Regions from separate parts of the Danio rerio genome. Here region 2 is linked to region 1. Evidence: chromatin contacts called from public Hi-C data. All regions are on one chromosome and are shown on one strand. Each heading gives the region's core, a stretch centred on a gene start, on an enhancer-like site or on the middle of the called end of the contact. The rest is flanking DNA. Distances are from core to core; before and after follow the strand shown.

Evidence for each region. A called contact is a pair of places that touch in the nucleus more often than the background predicts.
Region 2: a Hi-C map of embryo shows a contact between it and region 1, with 2.4 times the contacts expected there. The contact joins two enhancer-like sites. A contact is called at or near these places in 1 of 18 Hi-C or Micro-C datasets (embryo) and 1 of 4 datasets of contacts at active chromatin or transcription factors (caudal fin).

The regions. Positions count from the first base shown.
Region 1 is chr8:13,726,313-13,731,301 of GRCz12tu, forward strand. It overlaps dab2ipa (DAB2 interacting protein a), which reads right to left. Exons shown (of 18, transcript XM_017357419.4): 14 at 822-1,713. Among named protein-coding and RNA genes, the nearest start is that of endog, 33 kb to the left of the region's middle. Within about 2 kb of position 1,454, at least 3 of the 62 cell types and tissues checked have an H3K27ac peak or open chromatin away from gene starts, as enhancers often do.
Region 2 is chr8:13,892,513-13,897,249 of GRCz12tu, forward strand. The region is part of intron 3 of dab2ipa (DAB2 interacting protein a); the gene reads right to left. Among named protein-coding and RNA genes, the nearest start is that of dab2ipa, 22 kb to the right of the region's middle. Within about 2 kb of position 2,054, at least 6 of the 62 cell types and tissues checked have an H3K27ac peak or open chromatin away from gene starts, as enhancers often do.

The DNA.
Region 1 (4,989 bases), core at 204-2,703:
GCTTGCAGCTGAATAACAGCAAACTGGCAATGCTTACCTCAGGTAAACCTCATGTGCTTTTACTTATGTTAAATGTGTTAAAACCAAAACAAAGACAGATATTCTGGCACGTAACACATTTTCAAAGCAGAAAATCTGACTTCAGCATTGTTTTTCAGATAACCAAGATTGTTCAAGTGGCATGTTTCTTAAATATTTGCAAACATATTATGGTATTTTATGCTTTAGAATTGTCAAAAACTTATACAGAACATTTAAGTGTAAAGTGTTTATTTTTCTAACACGTTTGCTTTTAGTTAATTGTCACATGTGTATTTGCAATTAGGCCGAGAAGGGTATAAATGGAGGTCAGAGCCAGGTTCAAATGGTTTGGTCAGCTCAAAGTGGGTGGGACTTAAGCTCCAAGGGGGCTGAACACACCTCCTGGAGTTTTCATTTATCTTGTACATAACATGGAGTCCAACCTACTGTGTTTTATGAATGTCTACACCTACCCTAACCCTAAACCCAACCCTAGACCCAATCTAACAGTGACCTGTTATGTTTTATTAATGTTTATACAGTACCTACACCACCCCTAAACCCAGCCTAACTGCAGCATAAGTCCCTCCCACCTAGAGGTCTGCAGGAGGCTGCAGTCATACCTACTTGATTGGGCTAACTAGTAAACAAGAACCCTATCTAATTGGTATCGTTTCTAGTGACATCATTGCACAAGGTCACAGCAACCATACTTGGAACATTATGGCTTCAGTTTTAAATAATGAAATGAAATAGACACATTTATGAAAACTAGAGAAATAGTGTTCAAATGGACTCACTTGTTTGTGTAGTGTGCGCTGCTTGGACTCTGGACTGTCCCCTTTGGAGGACGAAGACTGTTGCCTCAGTCTAGTGCCGCTGCTGGGCCAGTCAGGAGACGATGACATCATACTTCCACTGGAGGGCCGTGGATAGGGAGCAGTGTTGAGCATGTTTGGTGGAGTGCGGCCTCTTGTAATGGCTGGAGGTGGTTGGTCTATCCGGCGCTGCGGGCCAGCACTGTTCTGCCGCGGTACATTGGTCTGGTGTTGGGTCTCTGTAAGTGACAGCTGTCGACGTGTAAACTCTCCAGGACGTTGAATAAATTCATCCCCACTACTGCCCCCTCCGCCGCTCGCCCCTGTGCTGGACTGGCTTATAAACGGGTGCTTTGGCCCCGCGGTAGCTGCTTCCTCTGCATTGCTGCTGATGGAACTCTGGCATTCAGATCCTGAATCGGCCACTGCACGGGGTGACACAGGCAATCCGGCGGCCATCTGGTACACAGGGTTCTGGAAGGAGAGCGGGGCAAGCAGCTGGGACCTTCCTGGGGCAGACTCTGTGCTCGGGGTGGTGGGGGTCTGACCTGCTCTCCTCAGGGTTGGACCACTGGGCGTGTTGCCCTTTATGGTGCGGGTGGTCCACATTCCTGCGCTCTGGCCAGCAGACGCCTGGCTGTCGTTGATGGGGTCACTGAAGGAGGTGTTGGCAGCGCTCTCTAGAGAACGGCTGTCCTGCAGGTCCACCATTGACAAGCTCTTGCTACCGTTGGGGATCTGAACATCTGGCTCGTTGGCCTCGGAGTAACTGGAGCTGCGGGCGGGTGACGGCTGAATCACAGAATTCCTTGTGACAAAGAACAGGTCCTTGTTTTCGGGGGTCGGCGAGGGCAGTCGAGTGAAATCCACCAGCCTGTCCAAAAGATGACAGGACAAAATGAAGATCACAGCTGTTTTTTTATTATTCAAATTAAACTCATTATCTAGCTCAGGGGTGTCCAATTATTCTCCTGGAAGGTCAATGCCCTGCAGAGTTCTGCTCCAATCAAATTATCTACAAGTTTCTGTTGTGTCTAAAGACCTTGGTCACGTGGTTTAGGATTTGTTTCAGTTTGGTAGGAGCTAAACTCTGCAGGGCTGCTAGGTCAGAAATCACATATTGCACTTGCTTACTAGGCTTCTCTCAAAATTTCTTGCTGTGATTAATTGCTTAAACTTTTGTCATGATACATGGTATCATCAATATATTGAGCTGCAAAAAAGATTACTTTAACAGGCAGAATAACCTAAAATACCTACTGTTTTACTTTAAAGCAGAGATGCCTAAAGTTGGCCCATGGTAACCTTTGATTTGGCCCACCCTCCCATCAGAAAAGAGTGGGAGCAGGGATGGGAATGTGGAATGGAAGGTGGTTTGACAGAGATTGTAAGATTAACGTTGACAAATTCAACGTAAATTTTTGTTTGTTTGTTTTGTGACTGAACAATAAAACAATAAAAAGCCAACTGAAATGAAATGTTTCAAATAAATGTTATAAATGAATCAGACTTTTAAAATGTGAATACTGTCACTTGTCAAATAGAGGACAATGCACAAGACATCTGCGAGCAAATCAAGGCAAAGCCAAGAGCAGCTCGACTATATTAAACATTGAATTGCATTGTGTTATAAATGTGATTGTTTATTTTTTATTTTTTTCTACTTTTCTGGTAATTTTTAATATTAGCTAATAAATTAGGAAATTACCCTTGGCAAACTTAATGTAATATATATATATATATATATATATATATATATATATATATATATATATATATATATATATATATATATATATATATATATATATATATACATACATACATACACACATATATATATATATATATATATATATATACATACATACATACACACATATATATATATATATATATATATATATATATATATATATATATATATATATATATATATATATATATATATATGGCTCATAGCCCTCAATCAAGGTTGGTTTTTGGCCGGTTTGGACACCCCTGCTTTAAAGTGTTACCTATTTTGTAATATATTGAATATTTATTTATTTATTTATTTATTTATTTATTTATTTATTTATTTATTTATTTATTTATTTATTTATTCTGAACATGTATATGCAATTAAGGGTGCACTCACACTATGCTATCCAAACCATGACCAGGTGCGTTTCCTGGTTTGTTTGACAAGTATGAGTGCTCCAAATCGGGCCCAGGTGCGGTTCAGTTGGCCGGCCCTGGCCCGGTAGGAAGAGGTGTGCCAGAGGTTAGGCTTTGGCGTGGTACGCTTTTAGTGTGAGCGCAAATCGTGCCTAAGCCCGAAACTGAAGACGCAACGTCACTTTTAAGGGACTGTTTCAGATGAGTTTATTAATCATTCTTACTTTTCAATGAACGTGAACTGTCATAGTTTATTACAGGCGCAAACCCCTCACTGCACGACAGCAAACCTCCTAATATCTGCAGTGTGAGGGCTTTTATGATAACTTATGAATGCAAAAGTTGTGGATCTGTTCTGCAAAATATTTGATTGTGTGTCACTGCATCCGTAACGACTAAAAATAATACAAAACTATATAACTAAAGCACATCCACTGTGTTGAGTGAGAGCGCTTCTCTCTGTTCAACTGAACAGCGCACCATCGATGACAAAAGCGTACTCTGTCTCGGATGCAATGTGAGTGCAAGCCGTTGGGAAAGAGGGGACAACTGCGCTTCGGCACGGTTCAAGGCAACTGTACATAGTGAGAGTATGCCCAAAGTCTCATTAGAAAACTTTAATGCATTAAATTTCACAGTGTGAAATAGGCATATTATAGTTATGTTAAAGTTAAGTAAAAAAATTTATTGAATTCATTCACACTCATACACTATGGACAATTAAGCCTACCCAAATCCCCTATACCGCATGTATTTGGACTGTTGGGGAAACTGGAGCACCCGGAGGAAACCTACACAAACGCAGGGAGAACATGCAAAGTCCACACAGAAATGCCAACTGACCCAGCCGAGGCTTGAACCACTAACCTTCTTGCTGTGAGGCTACAGCACTATCTATTGCACCACTGTGTCACCCTGTTCTTACATCGACTTTAGTTAAATTAACTGATGTTAACAAATGGAGCCTTATGATAGTTAACAAATACACTGTATATATATATACACACACACACACACACACACACACACACACACACACACACACACACACACACACACACACACACACACACACACACACACACACACACAAACACACACACACAAACACACTCACAAATATATACATATACATATATACATATCTCCTTTTAAGTCTTCAAGCATTAATGAACCACCACTAATAAAACCGTCAGAATATTCCTAAAAGGGAACTCTAAACGTTTAAATAATAAATAACTATTATTCACAGCACTGTTAAGTGCCACATTATTTTCTTTATCACAATATATTAAATTACTGAATAGCAGCATAAATGTCTATACTTTACTATACAGAATATTTGACAAATAAGTGTTATAATTATAGTATTAAGTATTATAATTATATTAAAAGTATAGTCAAAAACAACCCTTGACCTATTACTTCCAGGGAGTTTTCTCTATCTCAAGAGACCCCAGTAAATGATTTAAGAATGACAATAAAGCAATGCAACTGATGTTAGGACACTTAGCAACATGAGAAATGCACAGTACATACATTTTTTTACAAACATTAAAAATATAAGCAACATTTTAGAAGTCCTAAGCAATTGCTTATTCAAAATAAATACCTACATTGCAAGAGAGAGTACAATTCCTATGCAGCCCATGACACATCTGATCTAGCTAATTTTCATGGCTAATGAATGTGTGCTGATATGATAGCTGTCTGAACACTGACAAAAAAATGTCTTTTGATTTAAAACTATGTAATAAAACTCTACAATCCCAGTGTAAGAGAATAATATATGTATAAAGAGATCTGAGAGTACTTATTAAAACATGTGCAGTCATTACCAGATGCAAGTAATCTTCCCTGAAAGTGATCATTGGAGGAGCAGGGATTTTTATATGAGTCAGGACACATTTTCTCGTCTTCAATTTTACCCTATTCCACAACAGCATGATGAAGATTTTACTAGCTTGCAGTTTTCTTCCCCCAGCTCAAT
Region 2 (4,737 bases), core at 804-3,303, 170 kb after region 1:
AATTGCACTTCAAGCTGCATATCTGCATATATATATCTTAAAAAATAACTAGCAACATACTGTCATTATGACAAAATAAATTAGTTCTTAAAACTATAATTTTTACAAATGTGCTGAAAAAATCTCTCTGTTGAACAGCATTACTTATTAAAAGATAATAAATAAAACATTTGAAATATAATATAATATAATATAATATAATATAATATAATATAATATAATATAATATAATATAATATAATATAATATAATATAATTTAATATTTCATTTTAAATTTTACAAATACATGTCAATTCTTGTAAATTTTCATATTTAATAGACTGCTTTAATTTAAAGTACAACCTGGAATGATTATAGTGATTGTTTAAACACAGCAAAAATGAATTAGCGTAAAATAATTACAGATACATTTTTTTATATAAATAAATGAATAAAGTAAAATAAAATGCAGGTAGTGTAATGCTGAACTGGCAGTACTACATTTCATACAGTCACTATAGTCTCAAATCAAAATTTATGGCTCTACATTTATTCATTCATTTTCCCAAGGCTTAGTCCTTTATTTATCAGGAGTCGCCACAGAAGAATGAATCGACAACAATTCCAGCATATGTTTCACACAGCGGATGCCCTTCCAGACTCAACTGGGAAACACCCCACTTTCTCATTCCCACATGCACTCATACACTACGGCCAATTTTTAGTTAATCCAATTTGCCTATACCACATTTCTTTGGACTGCTCTACATGTTTAAACGTACAGTATGTAAGTATGATAACCAATGGTTGAACTAGGTATTGCATTCCTTTATCAAAACAAACGCAAGTGCAGGTTGCCAGATTGAGGACCAATAAGAGTGAGTCTGACGATCGAGCCTAAAGGCTGAGTCAAATCGTGTTCTATATAAAAACAACTACACATGATAGAAGGAACATTCTCCTTATTAAAAGGAGTGTTTGTTCTAAGCAACTAATCGAATTTATATTTTAGGAATGCAATCTATTTCTTGCAGCTGAACAACAGAAAACTGACAATAATCACCTCAGGTACACCTCATGTGTTTTATTCAGTGTTAAATGCTAACAATGTGAGTTTGAATGCCATTTTACATGACATTTATTGCCATACCAGTAAATTAATATGTATTATTAAATTATAAACCTTACCATTTTGTAAGTGAGTGCATATTCTGTGCTTCTTAAAGGTGGCATTTAAATTTCTGTCATGTTTTTTCTAGTGCAAACAGCCACATTGCTTATCACAGCAAATCTCATCATATAGCACGTTGTTAGGACACGGGTTTACAATGGAACTTGCCCATCTAATGTTTACATTCGTAATATTTATATTATTTGCTAATTAATAACCTCATGTTGTATCTGCGTCTTTTTTCGGTCATGGAAGCATGCTTTGAAAACCTTTCTAAATGAATGAATGAATGAATGAATGAATGAATGAATGAAATGCACTGTTTTCCAACAAGGCAACCTGGGGTGCTGACATATAATTGGCTAAACTGGCAGTGGGCAGGTTAATATAACAAAAATAAAGACAGTGTTCCGACATGTAACAGACATTTTCAAAGTAGAATATCTGACTTCAGCATTGTTTTTTTGTTGTTGTTTTTTTTAGATAAACAAGAATGTTCACTTAGCATTTTTCTTAAATATCTGCAAACATATTATGGTATTTTAGGCTTTAAAAGAGTCAAAAACCTAAATAAAGTATCTTTAAGTAAGATAGTTATTAGGCAATATTTTACATTACACAAAAAAAAAAACAGCTTGGATTTCAGCAGCTGCATTATAATACCAACTCTCCCAATATACAAGATCTGCGCGATGCACAGGACAAAATCTCTCTAAATGCATTGGCCAAGGCAGGCCTATATTTAACTTTGCACAAGAAAAGTCTTGTCTGTGATTTCGGAGTGCTGTCCTTTGCTCAGCTGTTGTCAGAAGTTGCCAGGATACAGGATCAATAGAGGCACTATATCAACCATCTCTGAAGCGCCACAGCTTTTTTAGTCGGGCCTGGAATACTATTACTTTGTAGTAAAACAACATCCTGACAAAAAAGGGGAGGGTTTTCACAAGGGAGATAAAAAGTATGGACAGAGTGAGTGAGCGAGGTGGAAAAATGGAAAACAGAATAGCAACAGGATCCATTTGTTCATTAGACAATGTTAAAACAGCCCGGCCTGCATCATAAAAAGCTAATTGCTGACAGAGCTAATATACACCCTCAGATTCAGAGTTTTGCTGGGCTAAAAGCAATTCCCATGTTTCCATACCAGTTTATAGGCCGTTTAATGCTTTTTCTGTGGCACATTTCAAAGTGCAGGAATGTAACTGCGTAAGATGGATTATTGTTACGAGTATAATGGTATGTTAAACTGACTGCTGGATAGTAATTTCGGTTAAATAAGGCATTAATGATTTTCTTTTCTTTTCAGCAATTACAACTAAACAAATACCACAAATCATTGCTTTGCTTTTCTGACAAAAAAATAAAATAAAAATTAGAACAACAAATATTTTTGTCAATTTAACTAATTTTAATATGTTAATCAGGTTTCAACTATATTGTTTACAAAGTTTAACTTGATATTTTAGTGAAATTGATTGATGTAAGTTGAGAAGACTAGAAAAGTCAATTTAAAACAAAAACCATTAAGGCAGTAAGCAGTAATCAAGTGTAGGACTAGTTTGATCTAAAGCAGGTTTCACTAAGTTAACTTTAAGAATTTTTAAGACAATTTAAGACCATTATGAGTAAAATTTTAGACTTGTGCTGGGATAATGCTAAGGATTTTTTAGAACATCCAAGCTGGAAAAGATTTTCACTTGCCCTATAAAAAATATTATAGTTTAATACATTTATTAGTACAATAATAATAATAATAATTTAATAATAATAAAAATATCCTTCAGGTCAGTATCCTCAGCAGTAAATACATCGAGAACTTTTAAACAAATGTTACTGTAAGGAAAGTAAATAAATGCTATTTTTAAATAAAATGTTTATTGACATTGGGATTGTTGGTGATTGGTATTTTTAATGGCCAGATTCTGCAGCTGTACATGAACAAAGGTAAATTAAGACCTGTTAAAAATATTTAAGACCTACAACAAAATATTTCAGTACATTTAAGACTTTAAGGCCTAAAATTTACCTTTTGAGATTTTAGACATTAAGGCTTTTTAAGACCCCACGGATACCCTATAAAGTGTCCCATGCTTAATAGTTCAGTCACATTGTTATGCTTGTTGAAATTTACTTTGGAATTTAATTTAGCTTTGGTCCATAAATCTCTATGATATTAACAATGGACCTTTTATTCAGCACATTTTTGCAGAAATATTACTAATGTAAAAGTAGTCATTTTTAAAGGTCTATCATTAAATCATTAATTTTCTTTTGACTTAGTCTCTTATTTATTACGGGTCACCACAGCGGAATGAACCGACAACTATTCCGGCATACGGATGCCCTTTCAGCTGCAACCCTGTACTAGAAAACACCCATACACACTTGCAGGCACACACGTACGTATGCACTACAGCCAATTTACTTTATTCAATTCACCTGCACCGCATGTCTTTGGACTGTGAGGGAACCCAGAGCAACCGGAGGACCCACGCCAACACACGCCAACACTGGGAGGACCTGCAAACTCCACAAGAAATGCCAACTGACCCAGCTGTCACTCGAACCAGAGAGCTTCTTACTGTGAGGTTAATTCCTTCATATTGTCCCAACAATGTGAACAAGTGTGATTCACTGTAATGAATGCTGGGTTCCACACAAATCGATTAGGATAACATAATCGTTTTTTACAAATTTAAGTAGATTGAGCATAAAACAATTACGTTGTGCAAAAAAACCTTAATAATTGTTTTGTAATAACTCATTTTTAATAAGTAGTTTGAACAAGCAGCGGAAGTAATTTTTTTCAATGTTGTGTAGCCCTATTTTTTTCCTAATTTAATTTTTTTGTTTGTTTTTGCTTGGCTTCCCCACACGCACACAAAAAAGTTTTTAAAATTTTGTTTGTCACCACAGAAGAATGAACCGCCAACTTATCCGGCATATGTTTTCCTTCCGGCTGCAACCCATCACTGGGAAACACCCACACTTATTTACACACTCATACACTGCTGTCAGTTTTAGAATACAGAATTCACCTGTACCACATGTCTTTGGACTTCTGTGGGAAACCAGAGCACATGAAGGAAATCCACACGAACACGAGGAGAACATGCAAACTCCACACAGAAATGCCACCCGGCCGAGACTCGAATTAGTGACCTTCTTGCTGCGAGGCGAACGTGCTACTTACTGTGCCACCGCATCACCCAAAATTTAAAATATTTCCATTTGAATTTTTCTATACTTTTCTGAAAGAAATGTTTGTTTTTTAGTAAAAAAAATATGCGTATTTATTCAGTAAAAAAATAGGGCCGCACAATCACACAGTAAAAATGCTGTGTTCCACACAATCGATTTGTGTTGGGACAACATGAAGGAATTAAGCAAACTTTATAAAAAGTTTAATTGTTAATTTATAAAAAGTTACAGATAAAATATGCAGATTATTTCATTGAGTACTGTATGTGTAGCAAATGACACCTAATTAATTCACTAAGAACATGAAGACTTCATATTTAAACTGTCTTATTTGTAGTTCTATTTTTACAGACACTATACCACGTGATGAAATTAATCAGGTATA